Linked DNA regions of Mus musculus: region 2 is linked to region 1. Evidence: chromatin contacts called from public promoter capture Hi-C data. All regions are on one chromosome and are shown on one strand. Each heading gives the region's core, a stretch centred on a gene start, on an enhancer-like site or on the middle of the called end of the contact. The rest is flanking DNA. Distances are from core to core; before and after follow the strand shown. Region 1 holds the start of Lsm5 (LSM5 homolog, U6 small nuclear RNA and mRNA degradation associated). Region 2 holds the start of Tigd2 (tigger transposable element derived 2).

What was found. Promoter capture Hi-C pulls out the DNA fragments that hold promoters and counts their contacts.
Region 2: a contact with region 1 is called in a promoter capture Hi-C map of pre-B cells, with 14 times the contacts expected there. The contact joins the promoter of Tigd2 here to the promoter of Lsm5 in region 1. A contact is called at or near these places in 5 of 39 promoter capture datasets (the C10 cell line, cranial neural crest, hippocampal neurons and 2 more), 5 of 484 Hi-C or Micro-C datasets (B cells, CD4 T cells and rod photoreceptor) and 1 of 9 other capture datasets (liver).

The regions. Positions count from the first base shown.
Region 1 is chr6:56,701,747-56,708,253 of GRCm38.p6, forward strand. Lsm5 (LSM5 homolog, U6 small nuclear RNA and mRNA degradation associated) reads right to left here and starts at 2,953. Exons shown (of 5, transcript NM_025520.3): 1 at 2,877-2,953; 2 at 1,568-1,663; 3 at 1,260-1,287; 4 at 350-422. The coding sequence starts at 2,922.
Region 2 is chr6:59,207,341-59,214,874 of GRCm38.p6, forward strand. It overlaps Tigd2 (tigger transposable element derived 2), which reads left to right and starts at 1,530. Exons shown (of 2, transcript NM_001081145.1): 1 at 1,530-1,841; 2 at 1,999-4,693. The coding sequence starts at 2,810. The coding sequence ends at 4,387.

The sequences.
Region 1 (6,507 bases), core at 1,703-4,202:
CTCCATGGCCTCTGCATCAGCTCCTGCTTCCTGACCTGCTTGAGTTCCAGTCCTGATTTCCTTTGGTGATGAACAGCAGTATGGAAGTGTAAGCCAAATAAACCCTTTCCTCCCCAACTTGCTTCTTGGTCATGATGTTTGTGCAGGAATAGAAACCCTGACTAAGACAAGGACCAAAGCACTTTCAACAGCTGCCCTGAGGCACAGATCACCAAGGCTCCCTTCCCATCCTCAGTGTGTCTATCTCAGTGCCATGAACATTGCCAACGAAATAGAAGTTTAAGTCAGTTCCATAATCCCTACACTACAAAAGTAAAATAATTTCCAGAGAAAAGTTTTAATGTCTTACCATTGTTATATTATTTCCATTTAGTAGAATTTGATCTAATTTTGTAATTCTTCTTCCTTCTGGTGTAATTTCACTAAAAAGATAGATTAAATGGAGTCTGGATAAACAAGTAATCAAAGGCAGTATTAGAAACACTTTCCCTCCCTAAAAGTCCTACTGGGGTAAGGAGAATAGCTTGGTGGCAGAGCACACACACAAGGCCCTGGGTTCAATCCCTAGTGACAAAGCTGTTATTCTTACACATGATTCAATGTGAACGCATATAATTACAGTAAATATATACAGAATACAAACTGCCCATTGGATAATACTCATGTAAATATAATTCACCATAAAGCTTGTTCACACTAATTTCTTACAAATTCAGGAATAATATGAAGATAATAATCCTTTAACTGGACCTCACAAACACCAGTAAATAACGTTTCAGTATTAAGGTATTTTCCAACAAGTAATTTTTTTTATATCGATCATACTAAAGCTGCTATGGAGGTTTAAAGGAGAATGGCCTCCACTTGGTCCTCTGTTGGCAAACTGGAAATGATTAGGAGGTGTGGCCTTTTTTGGAGGAGGTGTATCACCCTGTTAGGCTTTGAGATTCCAAAAACCTAAATTATACCCACTTAGTGCGCTCGCGTTCTCTATTTACTTCTCTCTCTCTCTCTCTCTCTCTCTCTCTCTCTCTCTCTTGGTTATTATCTAACATATAAGCTCTTAGCTAGGACAGTCAGGGACTCTAACCATCTGAAACTGTAAGCAAGCCCCCAGTTAAACGCATTCTTCCATAAGATACCTTTGTCATGCTGTCTCTTCACATTAATAGAAAAAAGTAATCAAGGCACCATCTTTAATTAAAAAGAGATTTCCTCCCCTCCTCTCAAATTTTTTTAATTTTTTAAATACTACTCACAATTCTGTGACATCTTCCAACACCATATCTGAATTTAATGTTAAGAAAATAAATAAGGTTTATTCAGGTATATGTTTTTGTTTGGTTTAAAATATGTTCAACACTATGATAGTGCAAATTCAAAAGGTTTGTTGTTGGCAAGAGCCCTATCAACTGTCAGCAAACACACCTCTTAAAATACTACCAAGTTCCTGGAAAACAAAATTATTCTTAATGTAATAACCAGAAATTCTTCGGTTGTCTATAGTTCTTTCTTATATTAATACATCTTTAGAAACCTACACCATTCCCGCTTTTAAAAAGGATACTGACAAAGTCATCAAATCCTAGAAGTGTCCCGACAATTTCTTTATCACTCTTCATCACAATGTGAATTCTTGACCCTATACATTTGTCCACAAGCTCTGTGGAAGGAAAAGGGTAATTTTACCTACTTATTAGATCGACCAACATTTGAATGCCTACTTCACTTATTATTTTTTATCATTAAAGATAAGCAAAAACATTCAGTTTTTTGCTATTTATTTATTTATTTACTTACTTTTATTAATCATTCCATCTGTTTACATCTCAAATGATATTCCCCCTTCCTGGTTACCCCTCCACAACACCCCTCCCATATCTACCTTCTCCCCACTCCCCAATTGCTTCTATGAGGGTGCTCCCCCACCCACCCACCCACTCCAGCATTCTCCTTATGCTGTGGCATCAAACTCCACAGGATCAAGAGCCTCCCCTCCCAATGATGTCAAAAAAGGCCATACTCTCCTACATATGTATCTGGAACCATTCGGTAATTTTACATCTTACACAAATCTCTGTTTAATCGTTAGCACAAATGTTTGCCTTAGCTTTCACTTAACTCTTTATTTGCAATTAATAGGACTGTGATTTTTATTTAGATTATTTGATTAATGTATGAAAACACACACCATGAGGTGGGTGGAGACCATAACTGTTTTTCTTCATCAGTGTTTGTACCGATAAACAATATCTAACACTGCAAAAACTTTCAATCACAGACACATTCACTAAGCTCACCAGCCCCAAAACATGACAAGGGAGAAGCATTATTACAGACACCGGCTTTCCCGTCACTCCTTCTCTCACTTAACCTTAACTCTCTGTGCTCCTGGGCCAACCTGTTCATCTCAGCATCTTAGAATTGCTCAGCACGATGCGTGCCGGTGTGCGATCTTGAAAGCAATGGCTGTAATTCAAGTTCATTATTCAACAGTTCTCTGGCACTGCGCGGGAATTGCTTGTTGAATTAATGAACGACGGGGCTAGTTTCCAGATTTCTATTGTAAGATTCATTGTATGCCGTGGCGCACTCCTTACCCAAGCCAATACAGGGTCTACCTGATCTGGAGACCAAGAAGGCCAAGCTGAGAACTGGGACTGCGCGACTCATGACATCTTACTGGCGAGCTCAAAAAGGCCGAGCACGTCCTTCACTAAGTGGGACCCTCACCGACCACCGACAGGCAAAACGGTCTGTCTGTCTGCCCAGTGACGCCAAGGACCGGACAGCCGGGCCCGGAGGGGCGGTGGCCCAGCCTCGGCCCCCAGCGTGGAATTGCAGCAACCCGACCGCTCCCCAAACAAGACTTTTACCTAGTGGCAGGAGTTGGGACGGGTTCGTGGTCGCGTTAGCCGCCATGGCCACGCCGGAAGTGGCTAAGGACACCGGCGCAGACTTTAAAATTGCGCGCTTCCGCCCTTTTCCACAGCTGGTTCAGACAAGACTAATCCAAAGCCGATCTTGAGATCCAGAGGATCCCAATGGATCGCAGACAGATTCGATAGAGAGGTTCGGATCTCTATCCCTGCCACCAACCCAACAGGCACCTATGGTACCCCCAAGTTTTGCTAAACTTCAGAGATAATTTGCCGCCGGAAGACCAGCATACGAGATCTCTGAGTCGGTTAATTTTCCTCTAGAAGGTTGCATTTCAAGCCTGTATCTTTCTTCAGAGCAATAAAATCAATTTATATTTCCTACTATAAACTCGTTCTGCATGCTCCTCAACAACTACTCATTTTTTTTTTTTTAAGGAATCTGGTACTTTTAAGGCCAGAGGACTGAAAGTCTATAAAGCAGCATTTTTCACAAGCTTTTTTTTTTTTAGAAAAAACAAACAAACAAACAAACAAACAAAAAACTTCTACTATTATTTAATTTCTTCTTGTCGTTTCTAGGTGTCTGGTTTATTACAGGCATTAAAGTCACTATCAGTTTTCAATTTGCAGGCAACCGTAAGATGTCACTCTGTATGTTGACTCCATCATGTTTGGAAACCTTGCTATCACACTTCTGCATTGGAAAAGATTAAAAAGCCCCCTTTTAACGTGGAGTGGCCAGTAAACCCAACACTTGAGAGACAAAAGGAGGCATCTGTTGCAGGCATGGCCCTCTTAGACCCCGACACAAAATAAGAAATTAAAACTAACAAGGGCTAGCTGGTAGCTTGGCTATAGGGTACTTTCCTAGCATTCATGAGGCCCGGAGTTTGGGCCCTAGTGTTTTTTGTTTGTTCGTTTACGTGCTTGTTTTGTTGTTGTTGTTGTTGTTGTTGTTGTTGTTAAAGCAGATAAATACTTTGCCTTTGTCCATCTCATGTGACAGACTTAAAACCAAACAGCCTAAATATGAGAGATGAGCACCCTTCATTCCTCCATTGAAAAAACATATCAGTGGAATATTGTTTGACTAGCAGCTTGCTGGATACATAAAACAATGTTCAGAAAAGTCTTCAACCAAGAGAGTGGGAAGGAGGACAAATAGTACATTTCATGTGCACAGCACTATGGGATTTAATATGGAAAGCAATGAAAACTCAGCTCCATTCTCAATTCCAAGCCAGTGGTGGCTTTTTTTCCTCCACGCCCAATCTATAAGTCTTACAGATCTACTAGGTCCCAAGGCAATTACAAACACACTTGACAGCCATCCTTTTGAGGTAAGAGTCAGGATTAAGTTCCTTGTGCTTAAAACAAGTTAAAACACTGTCCCTTGGCCACAGCTTGAAGAACTGAGGAGTTGTTGGGAGTCTTCTCACACAGTGACTAAGAATGGGTAAGCAGAGAAGAGGCAAAAGCCGCATTCTGAGAAAAGGAAACATTGTGTGCAGTGGATGTGTGTCACTCCAAGCTTCTCTTGTTGATCTTGTCTTTAAACCATACCCATTTCTCCCACATTGAGCATAAAACACTTGCCTTTTCAAATCCATTTCCTGAGTAACCCCAGTCTTCACTCATTTTTTTTTCTATTTAACTGCATGATACTGCTCAATGTCCTGGTAAAGATGTTCAGTTTGCAGGACCCTGGCCAGAGATGATCACCTATCCTGACTTGTGTAGTCTTGTTGGAGGCCGATGCTGGCTGACAGCAGTGTCAATAGCTGTCAGGATTACTTGGATGTATTTTTTAATATAATTATTCAAAGTTAGCTACCCTTCAAAAACCCGATTCCTCAAGACTAAGAACACTGGGACATAGCATAGTGATTAAATCCACTGGTTCTGAATTTAGTGACTTTTAGTCAAATCCAAACTTCACAATTTTTAAAAGCTTTTAAAACTGTTTTTAAAATTACATTGAATTGTGTGCACCATATGAGTGCACACACATGTGTAATAGAAGAAAATTTGAAGGAATGTGTTCTTTCCTTCTATCATGTGTATTCCGGGGCTCAAACTCTGGTCAACAAGCATGGCAGAAAACACCTTTATCTAGAGCCATCTCACTAACCCCAACACAGTTTCTACTAATTATTTTTTCTTATGTGTACATTATTTAAGCTTTTTAAATCTTAGTTTTTCTATTAGAAGCACTGATAGTAATGGCAAACACAGTATTATTTTTAATTAATTAATTAATTAATTAATTATATGGGTGTTTCGTTTGCATGTATGTCTGTCTTTGTGACTTTTCTATTGATGTGAAGGGACACTCTTGCGCGCGCTCGACTGGCCAGGAAGAACGACGCTGCAACAGGATCCTTCTGCACACGTTTATTGGGAGAGCTTGATTGTAGAGGCGAAAAGACTTCGAGCCCAGAACTGGTGCTGCTTTTATAGGCCTAGGAGGGGCGTGTCTCACACCCGGATTGGTTATGCACTAAGCCTCATTTGCATGTTCCTCATCTGATTGGCTACTCTCTCTCAGTACCTTACAGAACCTCATTATCATACCTCATTTGCATGTCTCACATCTGATTGGTTATACTCTCAGTACCTTACAGAACCTCATTATCATGCCTGGGCCAGGCAGTGTCTTTGCAAAAAAATTTACTGCATATGTACACATTGGTTGTTTGTCCAATCTTATGTGTGGTGGCCAGCAGTAGTCAGTGCCACTCAGCAACAGCACATGTGGCTTCCCACAGGACACCACAACCAAGGCAACACTTAAACATCAATTGGGAACTTGCTTTAAGTTGCAGAGCTTTAGATCATTATCATTCTTGTGGGGGGGCAGTAATAGCAGCATCCATGGCACTGGAGCAGTAGCTGAGAGCTACATCCTGATCCACAGGCCAAGAGAAAAAGATTAGTCCTGGCATGGCTTTTGATAACCTCAAAGCCCCGCCCCCCGCTTCCAGTGACATACTTCCTCTAAGGCCACACCTACTAATCCTTCTAATCTTTTCAAACAGTTCCAAACACTGGAAATTAAACATTCAAATATATGAGCCTATGGAGTTCATTTTTATTCAAACCAGCTTATTGTCTGTGCACAATATATGTGTCTGGTGTCCATGGAGGCCAGAGAGGGCACCAGATCCCTTGGGACTTAAATCACAATTATGAATCCCATGCAGATGATGGGAATCAAACCCAGGTCTCCTAGAAGAGGAGCCAATACTCTTAACCATGGAACTACCTCCCTCACCAACTTAAAATATTATTTTAATGATTAAATGAAATAACCTATGAAAATTGGTTAGGACAAGATCTAGTACACAGCAATAGGTATTCTGTGTGATGTCTTGTTACTTATTTGCCGCAGACCCTCTGGGCCCCTTTGTCTGCGTGGAACGGGTCTCTAGTCTCGGGTGGGCAAAGCGTCGGATGAGTGACAAACAGAAGCACACAGGAGAGGTTGTGTGGAATCTGAATGTATTTTTCAAATCGAGCATCAGACTTTTTATGCAGAAGACAATAAGGAAGTTGGGTGACATATTCGCAAGGTACAAATGAGGTAACCAGAATCTTACATAAAACAGAGGAATGCAAACACAGG
Region 2 (7,534 bases), core at 280-2,779, 2.5 Mb after region 1:
GCAGGATTTTTTTTTCATTTTTTCTTCTTTAATACCATAGGCCACAGTGACCCCAGGAGGCTGGAAGAGAGGAAAGCCAGGCAAACTTCCGTTTGGCTAAGAACAGCCTGATTTCTATGAGGTTGGCAGTCTGAAAGCTAGTTCTCCTCTGTTAAGGAATGAACAGGTGCGAGTGTTTTTGCGCACTCCTTAAGAACGAGAAGGGAGAAGGGAAGTTTTTAAAAGCAATATGAATGAAATTGTTCTTTACTAGGAATGGTCATTTGGAACCACTCAGATTGCTTCCTTGTAAGCTTGAAGCGGGTGAGAGTTATGGGAAGTCTACTTTCAGGCAAAACTAGGGCTTGTCCAAAGTCATCCATAGGACAGCAGAGATAGATCAAAGATCAAAGGATTTCCATCCAGCAGGCCAGAGAGTGGAAGGGTGGGACTCTGAGAATAGCAGCACAGAGAAGGCTTGGGAGACAAAAGAGGGCCAGTAATCAACATTCTTTCTCTGCAGAGTGAATGAATGCTTGGTTTGATTTCCCTCTCTCCTGGTGCTAGAATTCTAGAGAAACAAACAAATAAACAACCTCTTCTGAAACAGAATAATCCACATTAGGTTGTAGTTTGTGGAAGAAGGATTTAAAAACAACACCACCTAAAAAACTATTATGCAAGAGAGGGGCTCTACGCTGGGACTGGATACAGGTGGAAGTCTTGAAATTCCCCTTTGACAGCAGGAAGTGGTCCTTATATTCCTGCACCAGCATTAAGGTCATCAGTGCCGACCGTCATGCTGGCTGGCCTCTGGTATCCGGCTCTGTGTTGCCGCAGCCGCAGAAGAGGGCAAAGAGGCTCTGTGCACTCCCTGGGCCTTTTTATTTTTACATTTGATAACTAGATTTAAGAAAAATAACAAGTATCAAGTACAACCTTTAATCTCTTAAATTTCACAGTAGGTATTCCAAATATTTGATTTTTGGCTTTTGGTAATTATATAATTTTTCAAAAAACAAAACAAAACAAAACAAAACACCACAGTGGATTTAAGACTATTCATTTAATAATTTAACTTCATAAAACATCAATACTAAATTGTAACATTGTAAACATGATTAAAATATATCTTAAGCTACTGAAGAAAGAAAAAAGAAAAAAACAACATGATCCTCAAAACAGCACAACTCTCACTTCCTTGGACACAAATATAGGAAAATTACCCAAATGATACTAACAGAACAACCTGTTAGTTAGAAGATAACAGAAGAGAGTCCTTGAGGGAAGATTCCTGGAAGGTTACAGCTGTAAACTCATTAGGGCCTTAAAATATTCCCTGAGTCTTACCAGAAAGAAAACCTTGCTATTATTCCCTTCTCATCTGCAAAGTCCGGCCACCTAGAATCACCCTGCGTCGCCCTCTGCTGGTCTCAGCCGTGAGCCACACGCTGGGTGTCCGGAGGCGGAGCATTGGCCAAGCCCCGCCCCTCCCCCAGAAGCCGCGCCCCCGTCAGCGGGCTCGCCCGCGCATCCCGCCCCTCGCCGACAACACGTTCCTGCGGGGGCGCGCGCGCGCACCTAATCCCCTGCCTTCCGGCTCGGCCGCGCAGCTCCGTTGCGCGCTCGCTCTGCGGTGGCTGGCGGGGTCGACTTCGCTGGGGACTTCCTCTGCTGGCTCTGCGTTCTGGCCGGTCAGGCGGAGCGATGCCCGCACCCTGCTTCCCGGCGTCCCGCGCGCCTGGTGACCAGTCGCTCGCTGTAGGGCTGCGGCCGTGACCCTCTGCCTCCGACTTTCACCCAGCGTCCGGCTCGGAGCTTGCTGGCCGGCGGTCTCGGAGAGGCCCTGGTAGTGTCAGGAGGTAGGCTCTCAGCTCCCGGGTGGTGCCTGCGAGCGTTATTTGTCTATTACCTGTCAGGTTGATAGGTGGCAATGTCCTAGACACAGTTGCAGGGGTAGGTATGAGTTATACGGTGGACTGATACTGAAAGGAAAACGTGTTTGGTATTTTCCTATAGGTTTCAAAGGCTCGAGTACCTCTACCACCCCAGCAGCTACTTCTGTGGTCATGGAGATCTTCTTGCACCAGGATTACTGTATGGTCTTCACCCAGCCTACCACCCCCTAGTTGCAGCCTTGGGTCCTGATTTCCACCAATGAAGTTTTTTATCCTTTCTTGAATCATGTGACATCACTTGTCCGCTGTTTCCCTTTCAGTTGCCATTAGCAATAAGTTCTTTTTGGTTTAAAGTACTGAGTTGTTTGCCTGTCCACTTACATTCTAAGAGGTGAGACAGCTCACCTCTGCTCGCTGTGACTTTCATAGGTACTCATCAAGAGTCCTTGCCTTGAAGAGAGCGTTCACTCACTTGGCTGTCTGACACAGACATCAACAGTCAGGCTGTGAGGCTTCCTGCTCCGTGTTTCTGTCTGTTAAGTGTGCAAGCCCGAGTAAAACTGTTTTCTTGAACGTAGCATAAGAAAAAAAGAAAAAGAAAAAAAGACCCATGGTAATGGCAAAAATTGATCATCATGAGAATGTTTTAGAAACCTCGGTAGGACAATATTGATTCAACTTAGAGCTTTCAGTAAGGCTGCAATTTAATGAAAAGAGCAAGGAGGAAGAAGAGAAACAAGGGTTATCTGGAGCTATTCGTTGTCATAGGAACAGGTTAAGTTCTAAAATGCAAAGGGAAAAACTCGGACTTTCGTTGAAAATTGTTATAACATCCAAGTCTTAGGGAACAGCTGAGGACTCTTAAGCCTCCATTTTCTGGTCTCTTTGTGTTCAAATCTAAGTTGTTAATTGTCTAAAATAATTAGACTAAAATGTTGGGGAAACGTAAACGTGTGGTCCTGACAATTAAAGACAAACTTGACATTATTAAGAAGCTTGAAGAAGGCAACTCCTTCAAAAAACTTTCTGTCCTGTATGGAATTGGTGAATCCACAGTTCGTGACATTAAAAAAAACAAAGAGAGAATTATAAACTATGCCAACAGTTCAGACCCAACTAGTGGGGTGTCCAAGCGTAAATCCATGAAGTCGTCAACGTATGAGGAGCTTGACAGAGTGATGATAGAATGGTTTAATCAACAGAAAACAGATGGCATTCCAGTGTCTGGAACGATCTGTGCAAAGCAGGCTAGGTTCTTCTTCGATGCATTGGGCATGGAGGGTGATTTTAATGCCTCTTCTGGCTGGCTTACTAGGTTTAAGCAGCGCCACGGTATTCCAAAGGCTGCAGGGAAAGGCACAAAATTAAAAGGGGATGAAACTGCTGCCAGTGAATTTTGTGGTAACTTTCAGGAATTTGTGGAAAGAGAAAATCTCCTACCAGAACAGATTTATGGTGCTGACCAAACTGGATTGTTCTGGAAATGTCTACCAACGAGGACATTGGCTTTTGACACGGACCAGAGTACTTGTGAATATAGGACAAGCAGAGAAAGAATCATTATTATGTGTTGTGCAAATGCCACAGGTTCACACAAGCTTAATCTCTGTGTTGTGGGGAAAGCAAAAAGACCCCGTGCATTCAAAGGTACTGACCTTTCAAACCTCCCTGTCACTTACTTCAGTCAAAAAAGTGCATGGATCGAGCCATCTGTTCTCAAACAGTGGTTTGAAAAGTGCTTTGTGCCACAGGTGCAGAAGCATCTGAAATCCAAAGGGCTTCGAGAAAAAGCAGTACTACTTTTGGATTTTCCTGCAGCACATCCAGCTGAAGAACTGCTGAGCTCAGATGATGGCAGAATAATTGTGAAATATTTGCCACCAAACGTCACAAGTCTAATTCAACCTATGAGCCAGGGAGTTCTAACCACAGTCAAAAGATATTACCGAGCAGGACTTATCCAGAAGTACATGGATGAAGGAAATGACCCAAAAACATTTTGGAAGAATTTGACTGTGTTGGATGCAATTTATGAGGCATCAAGAGCCTGGAACCAGATAAGATCAAACACCATAACCAGAGCGTGGAAAAAACTTTTCCCTGGCAATGAGGAAAACCCGAGTGTGAGCATCGATGAAGGAGCCATTTTAGCAGCTAATTTAGCAACGGTTTTGCAGAATACTGAAGACTGTGAACATGTTAACATTGAAAATATTGAGCAGTGGTTTGACTCTCGGAGTAGTGGCTCAAACTGTCAGGTGTTAGCTGACATTGTAGGTGCTGCAGACCGGGCGAAGGTCACTGAGCAAAAACCTTCTAGGAAAACTAGGAAAGCAGAACTGAATCCAGAGAAGCATATTAGTCATAAAGCTGCACTTGAATGGACTGAAAACTTGCTGGATTATCTAGAACAACAAGATGACATGCTACTCTCTGATAAGCTGGTATTGCGGAGGCTTCGGACCATTATAAGAAGAAAACAGAGAATACAAAATAAAAGTCATCTATAATACTCCCTTCTGTTGCTATGTATTTTCATCTTTGTGACTTCTATCTGCAGTGGAATTTATCTAAAGCCAAATAAATGTTACAGATGATTAGGATTAGATGATGTTTTGGATTACTTAAATTACACCTCTTTAATGTTGGCTCTGATTGAGCAATGACATGGAATTCATTTGTCAGTGTCTAAACTGTTTTATACTAATTAGATCATAGTATACTGGAGGCTGAGATATGTTGTGTACTGAATTTCAACATGTCTAGTGATGGGCAATGCACACTGTAGGCTCTCAATAAATCTTGCTCAAATTGAATTTTGATGACTTTTTCTGAATATCAGTTTGTAAAGTAAAAAATATTGGAGATGAGTTCACATTTCCATGGGTGAGACTCTTAAGAGGGTTCAGCGAAGATTGTTCTTGAAGGATTTTGCTGTGACTCTGTTGAACTAGATAACAGTGGTGTAAACCCTTGGAGACAACATTGCTTTCTGGCAAAATTTGGGCAGCAAGCTATTGAGATTGACCACTGGTGATTACAATGAAGGAAAAGGTCAATTTAAAACATCCCAAGAGAAAGGCATGGGGTGTCAGCCTTATTCTACCTGACAGAAGTTCTTTAATTGTGTGGAAGGTAAACCAGCCTTTTTTCACAAATTTTAATTTCCTAAAGAATTAGTGTTTAGAAAAATTAAAAGGTAAGTGTTATTACCTGTCATGTTTATTCTTTAAAAGGGTGTCAGCATTTTTAAAAACCTCATAGGTATTTATGTAACACTAAAGTACACCATTGTTTTCATGGGGTGTGTTTTTTGTGAAGTGCTGAGAAAATAAGCATACATACAAACTGTGGAACCAGTACATGAACAGTGAGCTGACATTTGATTGAACATGAGGGAAATACAGTACAAAGGCCTCAAGTTGGTGTGTGACCGGACCACAGCCATGTTATCCTCACATCTCTAAAACAGTAAAACAACCCATTTCTCAGATATTGAAAGGATTAAATGAGTTAATACATGACTTTTAATACTTGAGTCCTAGAAACGAGTCCTTGAGTGTTAGCTATGGTTCCTGTGCTGCAGACATTACATTTCAGAAATAGGCTGAACATATCCAGTGTGGAACCCAGAGTGATATTTCTGCATTAGGAAACTCCTTCCATAGGAAGTGAGAGGAACAAAAGCATGTGTAGTTTCAGCAGAATATGACAATTACTTCCATGTTAACAAAGAGGTTAATCCTACTTAGGATCTATTGGTTAAGTATGGAGTGATCTCTATAGACAGGTAGGTTGAAATAGGAAATGGAATTGTTCCTGGTTGTTCTTAGCACATTGGAAATGAAATACATGTTATGCTTGTTTCTAGAAGAAAAGCTCTGTGAATGTTGGCATATCCACTGAAGCAGTACAGTACCTTTTAAAGTATATAAGCTAGTAGGAAGCAACACACATAGGAAATTTTATCCAGCTATATTAGCAGGATTTCTTTGACAAACCAAAGAAATATCACAGGAGACTGGATCTAATAGGTTCTACCATTTACAATAAGATTCCTTATGATCTGAGAGGAATTTGCAGCTCCCATATAACAATTTTTTTCTGAGACTCCTATGTTTAATATTCTGCCTTTTTTTTTTATTGAGATAGCTTTAGATTCTAAAATACCTATCCTAGAAGACTTCTGGAATCCATTCTCTGACAATTCTTATATCATTATTAACACACTTTCCTCAAACTATACAGTTTCACTTACCTGGTAATCTTGAGGAAATGGAATTCTACACAGAAAAGTCATGAAGTTGGAGCCATCCACCAAGCACTAGAAAACTGAGGTTTAGCACTGTTTAAGAGTGCTGTATCATCTAGTTACCTTAATATTTTTATAGGGCTGGCCATTTCCCAGATACACATTTTATGTCTTGAACAATAATATCTGCTAAATTATAGGTCCTTTAGAGCTAGTTGTCCTTTTTTTTTAATACAAGTAAAAGTGATGATACAACATTTAGAAAACCTTTTCCACTAAAATCATCTTACATACCTTATCTGTACACAGTGCAAGCAAGAATGAGGTTGTTGCAGGTCAGCAGATTTGAAGCACAAATAGCTAGCTTCTCTGATCTCTCTGTATGTGACCACAGTAGCTTTCTGTGTCTATATCTCAGTTTCTTCAAGCATAAAAGGGTGGAAGGTTAAAAAGGCACACTCTAGATGTTCATAAATATCACCCATTAAGCAACCCAATGACTGCTGAGAAATCTGTTTCTAGACTCTTCCTAAAAAATGAGTCACAGTCCTCTCTCATGGTGAGTGTTTATGTCTCTGAGGAAGTCTGAGGACACTGGTTGAGGCTCCCAGCTTAGACACATCTCTGGAAATACTGCCTGTGCTATGAGCATAGTGGGAAGACATTGTGTTCTGCAAACCAGTTAATAACAGAAACTGGAGGCAGAAGCTGCCTTTGTTACAGTCCAAGAAAACTGGGCTAATGATTTTTTTCCCAAGTGGTAGTAGGTAGATGTTAGCTCACATACTTACTATAAGCAGAAATATAGTCAACTGTGGAAATGCCAAAGGGGAAGCAAAAGAGCAGGTATAGACTAAGACAGTAAGCAGCACTTGCAGCAACAGCACTGACCTCTGGAACTGATGAGTTTGGACACCACTGGATCTGACTGGTTCAGCATTTGCTGAGATTACACTTGTCACCTGTATCCCAGAGTGACTGTTGCAGACCCTTGTCACTCCTAAATATCCCACATTACAGAAGATTTCCCCAAAGACTAGTGAAGGAAGGTAATTTGCTCAAGACCACAGAGTTACCAGGGGTCAGGAACGGAAGAGGAGTTGGGCGATGTGGCCTACTCAGCCATACTGAGTGCATGGCTACTTCCATGTTTGCCTGTAAGGGTTGAACTGATTGAATCATCTCAACGTCCAGCATGACACCTGGCTTCCTTTAGGAGCCTCTCCCTGAAAGTGTATTCTCTGAGGAACAAGGCATGTACCCAGGCATAAGTCTGGGTATTGTGTAAATAAACATTTACTTTGTGATCATTAACACCCTTTCTGTGAAATACACTAGCCACTTTCAAAGGAAACTCAAGTGTAGCTGGCTGAGATTGGACTACATTCTCATTTAAGATGAGACA